Regions from separate parts of the Danio rerio genome. Here region 2 is linked to region 1. The links are chromatin contacts, called in public Micro-C maps. All regions are on one chromosome and are shown on one strand. Each heading gives the region's core, a stretch centred on a gene start, on an enhancer-like site or on the middle of the called end of the contact. The rest is flanking DNA. Distances are from core to core; before and after follow the strand shown. Region 1 holds the start of zgc:113372. Region 2 holds the start of col12a1a (collagen, type XII, alpha 1a).

Region 1 (6,176 bases), core at 1,623-4,122:
CTAAGTACTGTTAATACTTCCCGCACGGCTCCCAAACGATCACTCTGTGCCACAAACTGAATATTATTTACAACTGTATTACCTGTTACTCGCAACATATGCAGGTTCTGTTCACTAAAGTAGACGCGCGCCTTTTCTGCTCACGGTCAGCAGGTCACGTCACGTGTGATTTCCCAGCCGCGAAAACATAATTATTTGGAGACAAAAATTGACATTTTTTTAGGTGAATAATACCTTATAAATACAGTATGTGACTCATTCAACATCATTTGGAGGTGTCAATGTCACTGAGCAACATATTTGAAACAAAGAAAAGACTCGACAAGCCGCCTTTTCTTCTCTCCTGAACTTGAAAATATGATTGGCAGAATCGTAGAAATGCAGAATTAAGATCATCTAGGGGGTCGAATCGAGATCGCGATTAATTGTGCAGCTCTAGTGCACATACGTCAAGCACAGCTTGAAGGTTAACGGACGGCGGTTTATCATAAGGATTTTATCGATATTTTTTACACAGTTGGCATTAAGAAGGAACAGAAACGTAATCTGACTAACATCTAGCAGCTAAATGTGTCTGGAAAAATGTTCAAAGGATATTAGGGCCTATTCACACTATGCTATCCAAACAGTGCTCTGAATCGGGCTCAGGCGCGGTTCACTTGGGCTTTGGCACGGTACGCTTGTGTGTGTGAGTGCAAAATGCACCTAAGCCCGAAACTGAAAGCGAGACGTGACTTTTAAGGGACCGTTTAATGTGGATTATTTAATCATTATTACTGTTCAGTGAACACAAACTGTAGTAATTTATTAATGACTCAAACGCCTCACTGAATCACAGCTGCGCACCTTTAGCAAACCTCCTAAGTACGAAGGCTTTATGATTGTTTATGAGCGTCAAAAGTGGCTGATTTGGTTAGCGAAATATTTGTCAGCACGCTCTAGACACAAACGCGCTCTTTCCGGCAAATTACCAGTAATGTTACAACCTTCTTTCCTGAAAATTGCCATTACAAATTTACCGATATTTTACAAAAGAGCCTGTTTACACATACAAAATTGCTACTCATTTTCCACAAAGGTCTGTATGTGTGAAAGGGGCAAGCGTCTACTACTTATTTTTTACATTTATAATTTTTTTAACGTATACTGCACAGAATAAACCAGTTCAAAGGTTTTTATCTTTAAAATTCATCAACATCGTTAATAAAGGGTCAGAAAAAAAACACCAACCTGTTTGTTCTTCGGTCTCTTCCTCATTAATTCTGCAGGGTTCTGGATCATTCATGTTCTCTCTGTCCTTGGTGCCTTCCCGATCAATTCTGCAGGGTTCTGAGTCACTCATGTTCTCTCTGTCATCGGTCTCTTCCTGTTTAACTCTGCACAGTTCTGGATCACTCATGCTCTTTCTGTCCTTCAATAAACTCTGCAATTTCACTTCAATCAGATGGGAATATTCCAGAATTTATAGCTGAACTAAAAGGAAGGAGGAGCTTCACTACAGGAGGAGGAGCTTAATAGATGGAAGAGATCTGCCAAGATTAAAGAGATTTCAGTTAATATTTTTCTCTTTAGTTAATATTTTCTTCTTTTACTTAACATTTTATGTTTGCTTCAATCAATCTTTCAATTTTTAATGCAACCAACTACAAAATCTTTTTTTTTTGTTATTATACTATCAAAAATTTAACTGGTTTTAATTGCAAAAAAATGACAAGTTGAACATATCAAACATCAATACAGGAATAGATAAGTATAAACCAAGAAATTTACAAATTGTTAAAAAAACAGACAACCCATCGACTGTGGGTAACAACTTAAAAATTATTTTATAAAAGAAAAAAACATAACACTTGGTATGGTAGTTATACATTTACTTTAGAAACGCATATAACGAGTTCAGAAGAAAAAAACCTCAAAGTGCCATCTGAAATTTTCTTCTACAGTGAGCATTTTTTTTTCAGATTCTTGTGTTTATGTTCAGTTATTTCATGTTAAAAGTGTTGAAAATAACCTTTTCTTTGCCATCAAAGTGAAATTACTGAATGAAAGTTGGCTTTATAATCGGATATTCAGACATTCTTCTTAATAATATAATTTTATTAAAGTATTCTTTGCAAATTGTAAATAGGGAAATCAGCCGCCAATGACTATCAAAGTACAACATTGTTCACAGTGAATTAGACAGTGTTAATGTTGTTTTCAAGTCATACTTGCATGCTAATTCTGATCGAATATTCATAATAACATGGTAAACAATATAGGGACTGCTAAATGAACGAATGTGCGAATATAAAACCAACTTTACCTCTATTGTGGGTGCTGATAGAGTTGTGGCACAAACTAAAGGCCTCTTTACTCGAGCAGATATAAACTGATATTTACTGTTGTTTGGTCCCAGTGATGCGCGAAGAGCCGACGACCAGGGCAGATGACACTGGAACTTGTCCAACTCTGTCAGAAGAAGCAACAATCGTCTTGAAACCAGATTTTTTTTTTATATGGAATGATTTAATGTTCGTGCTACGACTTTCAGTCTCGTTAGTCTCCCATCTGGCTGTAATGACCGATCTCAGTCGATAACAAACCAAAAGTAACTTGACTCAAGCTTGACGCGCGATGTCGAAAGTCTTCTATGAGGGAAAACTACACGTTAAACAAAAGTATAATAAAGAAAACAGCTATTAGCAATCTGCGTGTGGCCTCTGACGGATCCTGCATGTTTTTTGTACACTTTACGGCGCTTGATGTCCGTCATCGTTTTGTTGCATTACCGCCACCTTCAGCTCCGGAGTGTCAGCGATGAAGTACAGACTGATCGACACACCAGAGCTGAAGGTGGCGCACCGGAACGATGATAGATGTCAACCGCCGTAAACTGTAAGAAGAAGTAGGGTCTGTTGGAGACTCCTTTTTACTCTTTTCTTTATTATGCTTTTGTTTGAAGTGTAGTCTTCCTCTCTGAAGACTGTCGACGTCGCGCGCCAAGCTTCAAGTTGCTTTTGGTTAGTTATGGACTGAAATCGGTCATTGCGTCCAGACGGGTGACTAACAAATGACTGAAAGTCGTAGAAGAAGCTGGTTTCAAGACGATTGTTGGTTCTGCTGACACAGTTGTTCCAATGTCATCTGCCCTGGTCGTCGGGTCTTCGCATCACTGGGACCAAACAACAGTAAATATCTTTGTATCTGCTCGCTAGAGTTAAGCGGCGTTTAGTATTGAGGTAAAGTTGGGTGTATATTTGCACCTTCATTAAGAGACAACTTGTGTCATGCTCCATATATTGATAGAGGTAAAGTTGGTTTTATATTTGGATATTCAGACGTTCTCCTTAATAATGTAAGTAAGAAAAGTAATCTTTGCAAATTGTAAATAAGGAAATCAAATTAGCAGCAAATGACTATCAAAGTTCAGCATTGTTCATAGTGAATTAGATGAGTGTTAATGTTGTTTACAAGTCATACTTGCATGCTAATTCCGATCGAATATTCATAATACCATGGTAAACAACACACGAATGAGCGAATATAAAACCAACTTTACCTCTATCATGTATTGTTTACCATGGTATTTTTAATATTTGGTCTGAAATCACATGTAAGTATAACTTGAGAACAACATTAGCACTATTTATTTGACTGTGAACAATGTTGTACTTTGATGTCTGCATTTGTTGCTAACTTGATTTTACTATTTATCATTTGCGAAGAATACTTTTCTGAAATTATATTATTATGGAGAAACTCAGAATGTGTGAATATAAAACCAACTTTACCCCATTACATTTTTTGAATTGGTTGGTTTTATATTTGGATATTCAGACTTTCTCCTTAATAATATAATTTCAGAAAAGTATTCTTTGTAAATAGGGAAGTCATATTAGCAGCCAGTGACTATTAAAGTACAACATTGTTCACAGTGATATAGATAGTGTTAATGTTGTTTTAAAGTCATACTTGCATGCTAATTCCGATCGAATATTCAAAGTAACATGGTAAACAATATAGAGACTTCTAAATGAACGAATGTGCGAATCTAATACCAACTTTACCACTAGAATGTTGTATGTGATGAATCATATACAAATGATCTGTTTCAAAAAGGTTTTAATCATTTATATAATTAAAAAAAGGGATAACATCTCATTTGAACACATATTAGTGATATTCTTCATAAATGACGTAAAAAATTCTATTGTGATAAGCGTGTTTATCAGCTGTTTTAAAATGCAGTTATGAATAATTGAAAGTCATGATGATTGATCTGACATCGGCCTTTTTACATTCTGTTTTAATATTTTATAAAATGAGAAAGTCTGAATATAAAACCAACTCTAAACTATGTTTCCTCACCGACAGGTTTTGTGAAATCGCCAAAATTTGTGCTCATTCAAGCAGCCGACAACCACACAGCATTATCAAAGACACATTGAGGTACAGTTGGTTTTAAATTCACCCATTCTGACTTTCTCCTTAAATATAGTTTGATAAAAGTATTCTTTGCTAATTTTAAATTGTGAAATCATATTAGCAGACTATAAAAGTACAGTATTGTTCACAGTCATTAAAATAGTGCTAATATATTTTTTAAGTCACGCTTGCATGCGATTTCAGATTGAATATTTAAAGTAGCGCGTCACAAGTTGTCTCTTCATAAAAACAAACGAATGTATAAATGTAAAACCTAATTTACCTCAATCAAAGACACAATCTGATCTGCAGACGCCTGTGAAATATTTGGCATGCTAAATAAATGTAACCTTGATATCTTTAATATTGACTGAGATAGGCCATGTTAGATTTTTTTTTAATTAGACAATAGAACTAGACCTGTCACAATAATCAATATATTGACTTGTCACACAACTCATTGAGATGACCCTAATCATTTTTAGTGACGCAGTATACATTGCAGATACTTAAAAAACAATTCTGGCAACATTTTAGCTGATTGCACAACATCTCTAACTCTATGGAGGTGTCATCCCTGCAGAAAAATCCAGCTTAAACCAGCCTAGGCTTGTTGGTTGGTTTTAGCTGGTCGACCAGGCTGGTTTAGAGGGGTTTTGGTCATTTCCAGGCTGGTTTCCAGCCATTTCCAGCCTGGTCTTAGCTGGTCAGGCTGGAAACTGACCAGCTAAAACCAGCTTGACCAGCCTGGTTTAAGCTGGACATAGCTGGTTTTGGCTGGGCTCCCAGACTATATATTTATATATATATATATATACAGAGTTGAAGTCAGAATTATTAGCCCTCTTTTAATTTTTTTTCTTTTTTTAAATATTTCCTAAATGATGTTTAACAGAGCAAGGAAATCACAGTATGTCTGATAATATTTTTTCTTTTAGAAAAAAAGTCTTATTTGTTTTATTTTGGCTAGAATAAAAGCAGTTTTGAATTTAAAAAAAAAAACTATTTTGGGACTAAATTATTAGCCCTTTAAGCTAAAAAAATTTTCTATAATCTACAGAACAAACCATCGTTATAGAATAACTTGCCTAATTACCCTATCCTGCCTAGTTAACCTTTTTAACCTAGTTAAGCCTTTAAATGTCACTTTAAGCTGTATAGAAGTGTCTTGAAAAATATCTAGTCAAATATTATTTACTGTCATCATGGCAAAGATAAAATAAATCAGTTATTAGAAATAGGTTTTTAAAACTATTATGCTTAAAAATGTGTTGAAACAATCTTCCCTCCATTAAACAGAAATTGGGGAAAAAAATAAACAGGGGCGCTATTAATTCAGGGGGGCAAATAATTCTGACTTCAACTGTATACACACACACACAGAGCAAGAACAAACATTGACTCTTACTTTAGACAAACAAAAGACAATATAAAAGTAAACAACAAAGAAAAGAGACAAAATAAACAACAACAAAAAAAAACACTCATAGTCTCAAAACATACAATCAAAACTAGAGAGCGTGTATAGCTTAAACCTCAGAGGGGTCAGTGGATTGCTCTTGAGATGTAGATTCGTCAAATAAATTTTCTCGTGGAGCTAGTCCGTAAATGTAGCCAGTTTCTTGAGGGACAAATAATTCGTTTTGAAAAATTTAAAATAGCTTTTATTTCAGCTAAAGAAACAAAAGACTTTCCCCAGAAGAAAAAAAGACTAATAGGAACTACTGTGAAAATGTCTTTGGCCTGTTAAACATCACTTGGAAATAAAG
Region 2 (6,176 bases), core at 1,729-4,228, 340 kb after region 1:
ACAGTTTAGATTAATATATATTTTTAACATTATTTATTAGACAGCTTATTTTATTAGACAGCTAAAATCGTCCAAATGAATGAATGAATGAATGAATGAATGAATGAATGAATGAATGAATGAATGAATGAATGAATGAATGAATCTAAAATGTAGTTCTTTTCAAATGAGTTTTTAAGATGATTTGATTTTAGGGTGAAAATTGTTCTCGGACCTGGCAACCCTGACCCAGCTTACAGGGTCCAAATTAAAGAGACAGTACACCCAAACTATCATCATTGACTCTCTATTTACAGCAGGGGTGTCCAAACTCGGTCCTGGAGGGCCGGTGTCCTGCAAAGTTTAGTTCCAACCACAATCAGTCACACCTGGGCTAGCTAATCAAGCTCCTACTAGGCTTTCTAGAAACATCCGTGCAGGTGTGTTGAGGCAAGTTGGAGTTAAAATTTGCAGGACACCGGCCTTCCAGGAGCGAGTTTGGACACCCCTAATTTACATGATTTAAACCTTTGTGAGTTTCATTCTTCTGTTAAACACAAAAGAAGATATTTAGAAAAATGTTTTAAACCGGAAACCACTGACTTTCATAGTATTTGTTTTACAAAAGTCGATGGTTACAGGTTGCCTTCAAAGTAACTTACTTTGTGTTCAACAGAAGAAAAAAACTAGTGAGGTGATTTTTATTTTTGGGTGTACTGTCCCTTTAAGTAATTTCTATTTTAAAACATGGAGTATCTGAAATAAAAATGTAAAAATGGTTGACCACCATATGTGATGCTTAACTTCTATCTGAGCCAATAAATGCCCAATGTTTCCCTTCGTTCACATATGGAAAGTCTGCAGTTGGACCTTTTTTTCCTGATGTTTAATAATGATGATGTTTAACAGAAATGTTCGTTCCAGCTCTTCAAGCAATTAAGCAGCCCCATTACAGTAATTTAGTGGGCAGTAACTGACTCACGGAGGAGGTGATGACCGTCCCAGACTGCTGTTTCATAATGCGGATCTGCAGAGACAAGCCTCGCCACAAATGCAAGACTACACAGCTATTTTTCAAGCTTAAAGTGTTAAGTAGAATATGTGTGTGTGTGTGTGTGTGTGTGTGTGTGTGTGTGTGTGTGTGTGTGTGTGTGTGTGTGTTTGTGTGTGTGTGTAACAAATCTTAAATACATAGCATAAAAAGTAACATTTGTAAACAAATATAACATATTTTATGGGTATATATTTATTAAATCACATATTTCTAGCTTAGCTGAGATTAATATACAGTTGAAGTCATAATTATAAGCCCCCCTAAATTATTTTTTTCTCCAATTTCTGTTTAACGGAAAGCAGTTTTTTTTCAACACATTTCTAAACATAATAACTCATCTCTAATAACTAATTTATTTCATATTTGCCATGATGACGGTAAATAATATTTGACCAGATATTTTTCAAGACACTTCTATACAGCTTAAAGTGACATTTAAAGGCTTAACTAGGTTAATTAGGCAGGTTATGATAATTAGGTTACTGTATAATGATGGTTTGTTCTGTAGACTACTGAAAAAATAGCTTAAAGGGGCTAATAATATTGACCTTAAAATGGTGTTTAAAAAATTAAAAACTGCTTTCATTCTAGCCGAAATAAAACAAAAAAAGAGTTTTTCCGGAAGAAAAAATATTATCAGACATACTGTGAAAATTTCCTTGCTCTGTTAAACATTGTTTTGGAAATATTTAAAAAATAAAAAATAAATCAAAGGGGGGCTAATAATTCTGACTTCAACTGTGTAGTGTGCAAGTATATAAAACAAAATAATTATGAAGATAATAAAACAAGTGTGGTTTCATAACTGAACAGTTCATTCAATTTTAAGTTTGTGTCTAGTGTCTGAGTATGAACAAGACATATTTCATTAGTTTTAATTAAAATGACATATATTCATCAATAAAATGTAGTGAACTTTACCTTGAGCCTCTACTGAACTGAGTACTAGAGTCAAGAGCGCAGCAGCGGCCAAAGACAACCTGATCTTCATGTTTACACACACACAGTCAGCAGCTCATTACTTAATCTACAAAGACAGAAAAAAAATATAAATACCTCACCAGCACTTCTGTAATCATCGCACATTATTTTAACTTAAGCGAAAGTTCACCCAAAAATTAATATTTGAGAGTATATACTTTGAGTTTCTTTTTTCTGTAAACCACAAAAGAAGATAATTAGAAAAATGTTGGAAGCCTGTAACCATTGACTTATTTTTCCTACTTTGGTAGTCGATGGTTATAAGTTTTCATCTTCAAAATATATTCCTTTGTGTTCAACAGAAAAAAAGAAAAAACTTATAAAAGATGAAATTACTTGAGGAACATTTTAATAACTGTCCCTTTAAGATCATCCTGATAATCGCAATAATAGCTTGTGCTTAATATTGTCATTCTGTAGTCTAAACGAGTTTAAATCATTGTAAGCAATTAATATGAATTATTGTGTAGAATTTACACTGAAATCTGCATTGTAGCTCTCGAGCGCCACCACGTGGATGTAAACAAAAGTGGAGCGACAACGCAAAATCATTAATCTGATAAATATGCTATGGGACGTACATTGATAAATATATCAGTTTGGTTTCTGGTAAACATTTAAACATAAAAATGTTTTTTTTAAATACCAAAAATGGCAACAAAAGACTAAATAAGCATGCGTTAATTAATGAAATTATAAAAATCCTCTAAATATATAATATCCTAAACAACGACTTTTCAGACGCTAAAAACATCTCCAATAACAATTATTTAACCTCAAAACAATTTCACCCACGAGCCGAATTATTATAAACCCAAACAGCAACTCATTAAAAAAAGCTGATCCTGAAGTAAAGAAATGTCAGCCCGACCTGTAAAACTGCGCGGGTCTCAGAGATGTAAAGCCGATGTCCTGCAGTCAGACTCGCTGCTCCAGCACTGAGGGAAAGCCTAGGAGAGAATGGGAGGTTTCTCAGCACAACCTGACACTAAATAGGGGGTTGTTCCCAACTTTTACTCCCTGACGAAATTCCTCAAGAATGGAGCCCCCTCTTTTACATCAGAGATACGAGCTCTGCTCTGGAGGAGGAATGTGCTGAAATCCACCTCAGCGGGATGCAGATGTGCTGCTGGCTCTATTTTCCCTCTGAGGTAAATTACGTCTGTGATTCTCCGAAGGAAAAGTGAGTCAGAAGTAACACCACAAAGCATTTGGAAGATATAATTGATGTCATTTTTGATAATTTAGCATGCTCTTCGATTCAGTGGCGGTTCTAGTTTAAATGGCACCCTGGGCGAACCACCCCATATCCACCAAACCCCCCACCGAAAAAAAAAACTAGAACCATATAGAAACTATGTGCACTGCAAGAAAATGCTTTTCTTACTTAGATTTTTTTGTCTTGTTTCTAGTCCAAATATCTAAAAACCCTTAAATCAAGAAACATTTTCTAAATAAGCAAAACATACTGTCTTGTTTTAAGATATAATATGGCAAAATTAAGTGAGTTTTCACTTAAAACAAGCTAAATAATCTGCCAATGGGGTAAGCAAAATAATCTTATGTCAAAAGGAAAAACAAGATTAATTTGCTTACCCCATTGGCAGATTATTTTGCTTGTTTCAAGGTAAAACTCCCTCAATATTGGGATATTATTTCTGAAAACAAGACCATATGTTTTGCTTGCCTTGAAAATATTTCTTGATATAAGAATTTTTAGATATTTGGACTAGAAACAAGACAAAAAAAATCTATGCAAGAAAAGCATTTTTTGCAGTGTGGTTGACTATTTATTACTCCCATTGGAACACATGTAATTGTCTCAAACAAACAATTCAGACAGCATACAAACGAACTGAAATGTTTCCCTTCCTTTTGTGCTGCAGTAGTGCAGCCCATCAAAGTAACCCCTGGGGGTTTATAGACAACGGCCACGCCCCATTACCCAAAAACATAATTCAATTCAATTCAGCTTTATTTGTATAGCGCTTTTACAATGTAGATTGTGTCAAAGCAGCTTCACATAAATGGTCATAGTAACTGGAACAGTGTGGTTCAGGTTTTAGTGTTTAAGTTCAGTTCAGTTCAGTTTAGCTCAGTTCAGTGTGATTTAATCATTACTGAGAGTTCAAACACTGAAGAGCAAATTCATCGATGCGTAGCTCTACCAATCCTGAACCATGCGAGGCAGTGGCCACAGCGGAGAGGGAAAAAAAACTTCACCTGATGGGAGTGAAGAAAAAAAAAACCTTGAGAGAACCAGACTCAGTTGGGCACGACCATTTTAATTTCTCCGCTGGCCAAAAGTCTTGTGCAGAGCTTCATTCGCCGTGGTTTATGCTGGAAGATGGCCTCAATGAAGACTCGTCTGTCCCTGGAGCGTCGCTGGAGTCAGACACTATACATACATTATAATTATTTAGTATGAATAAATCTGATTATTATTATTATTATTATTATTATATAAGGCGAGGCAGTGGCGCAGTAGGCTGTCGCTTCACAGCAAGAAGGTTGCTGGGTCGCTGATTCGAACCTCGGCTCAGTTGGCGTTTCTGTGTGGAGTTTGCATGTTCACCCTGCCTTCATGTGGGTTTCCTCCGGGTGCTCCGGTTTCCCCCACAGTCCAAAGACATGCGGTACAGGTGAATTGGGTAGGCTAAATTGTCCTAGTGTATGAGTGTGTGTGTGAATGTGTGTGTGTGTATGTTTCCCAGAGATGGGTTGCGGCTGGAAGGGCATTCGCTGTGTAAAAACTTGCTGGTTAAGTTGGCAGTTCATTCCACTGTGGCGACCCCGGATTAATAAATGGACTAAACCGACAAGAAAATGAATGAATATATATATATATATATATATATATATATATATATATATATATATATATATATATATATATATATATATATATTTTTTATATGGTGGTAAACCTTTTTTTTTCATTGCAGGTACCCAATGTTCATTAGTGGTCTAAGTCAAACTGAAATGCGCAGTTAAAAAAAAAAAATCACGTCAGGAAACAAATACTATGAAATTAAATGGTTACAGATTTCCAGCATTCTTCAAAGCATCTCCTTTTGTGTTCAACAGAAGAAATTCATAAAGGTTTGAATGAATGATGACAGAATTTTCATTTTAGGGTGAACTATATCCCTTTTAAGATTGTAATGTATTACATATTTTTTTCACCCAGCACTGTTCACTGTTGGTTTGCCGAGTTTTAGACACTTTCGTTCATCAAAATCAGAGGAGTTTGGCCGTCGCCTCGCTTGCGGGCTGCTTTCCAAAATCACATACTTCAGCTGCCTACTGAAGTTCATACTTCACCGCTGACGCTAGAGGGAGATTCTGTCACGTCATACAGTTACGTTTCATCCCACAGAGACACATTTACTTCATAAATACTGAACTGACTTCCTCATTGTTGAGTAGTTTGAGGGTATTTTGAAGTTCTTATTCTTTTAAACGCCACGGAAGTTGTTCTGGCGGTTATTGGTTATTATTCTGCTATGAGGGAGGAAATAACTTGACTATTAGATTCTCTGGATATAAGTCAGGCTATATATTCGAGTAAATATTCACAAAAACATAATGGCAGTTTCCAATAGAGGTACAATGTAAAGTTTCATAAATTCTACAAATGGTGTATAAAACATCTAATATGTGAGAAAATATATAACTGAATGATGTGGAATTGAGGGTAAATGAGTTTGTGCTTCATTCCACTCTTTCAAACTGGTTGAATCCTATTTGTCATCTTTGATTTTAAAGTGATGTAGCGTTTTTATGTTGATTATGATGAAATCTATTTGTGTTTGAATAATTGTTTTGTGCATGATTATTCTGTTCAAAGTAAAAAATAAATAAATAAAATCAAACGTTAACATTTTGTCTGTAAAGGTCTGAGAATATTTTAATACTTAATTCGGATGTCAAATTTTAAAAAATACATTTAGAGCATTTTAAGAAAAAACAACTGGTCAGAATGACAATATAGTTTGTAAAAAGAATTTTATCATTTTATCATTGTTAAATTGAAATTTTGTTATCGTTTTGTCGAAAAATAAATACAAACGTGTCTAAAAACATGATTTTTATTTTATGCAAAAAAAAAACTAATTGACATTTTTATTTTAAATTTGAAGCAAATATCATTAGTACTGTA

Evidence for each region. Hi-C and Micro-C count contacts between places; a contact is called where the count stands out from the background.
Region 2: a Micro-C map of caudal fin shows a contact between it and region 1, with 15 times the contacts expected there. The contact joins the promoter of col12a1a here to the promoter of zgc:113372 in region 1. A contact is called at or near these places in 2 of 18 Hi-C or Micro-C datasets (caudal fin and an unstated tissue) and 1 of 4 datasets of contacts at active chromatin or transcription factors (caudal fin).

Annotation. Positions count from the first base shown.
Region 1 is chr17:55,690,226-55,696,401 of GRCz12tu, forward strand. It overlaps zgc:113372, which reads left to right and starts at 2,873. Exons shown (of 4, transcript NM_001431091.1): 1 at 2,873-3,170; 2 at 4,357-4,431. It overlaps zgc:171599, which reads right to left and starts at 2,656. Exons shown (of 3, transcript NM_001111221.2): 1 at 2,383-2,656; 2 at 1,231-1,529. The coding sequence starts at 1,399.
Region 2 is chr17:56,035,064-56,041,239 of GRCz12tu, forward strand. col12a1a (collagen, type XII, alpha 1a) reads right to left here and starts at 2,979. Exons shown (of 49, transcript XM_073927627.1): 1 at 2,886-2,979; 2 at 1,955-2,060. The coding sequence starts at 2,024.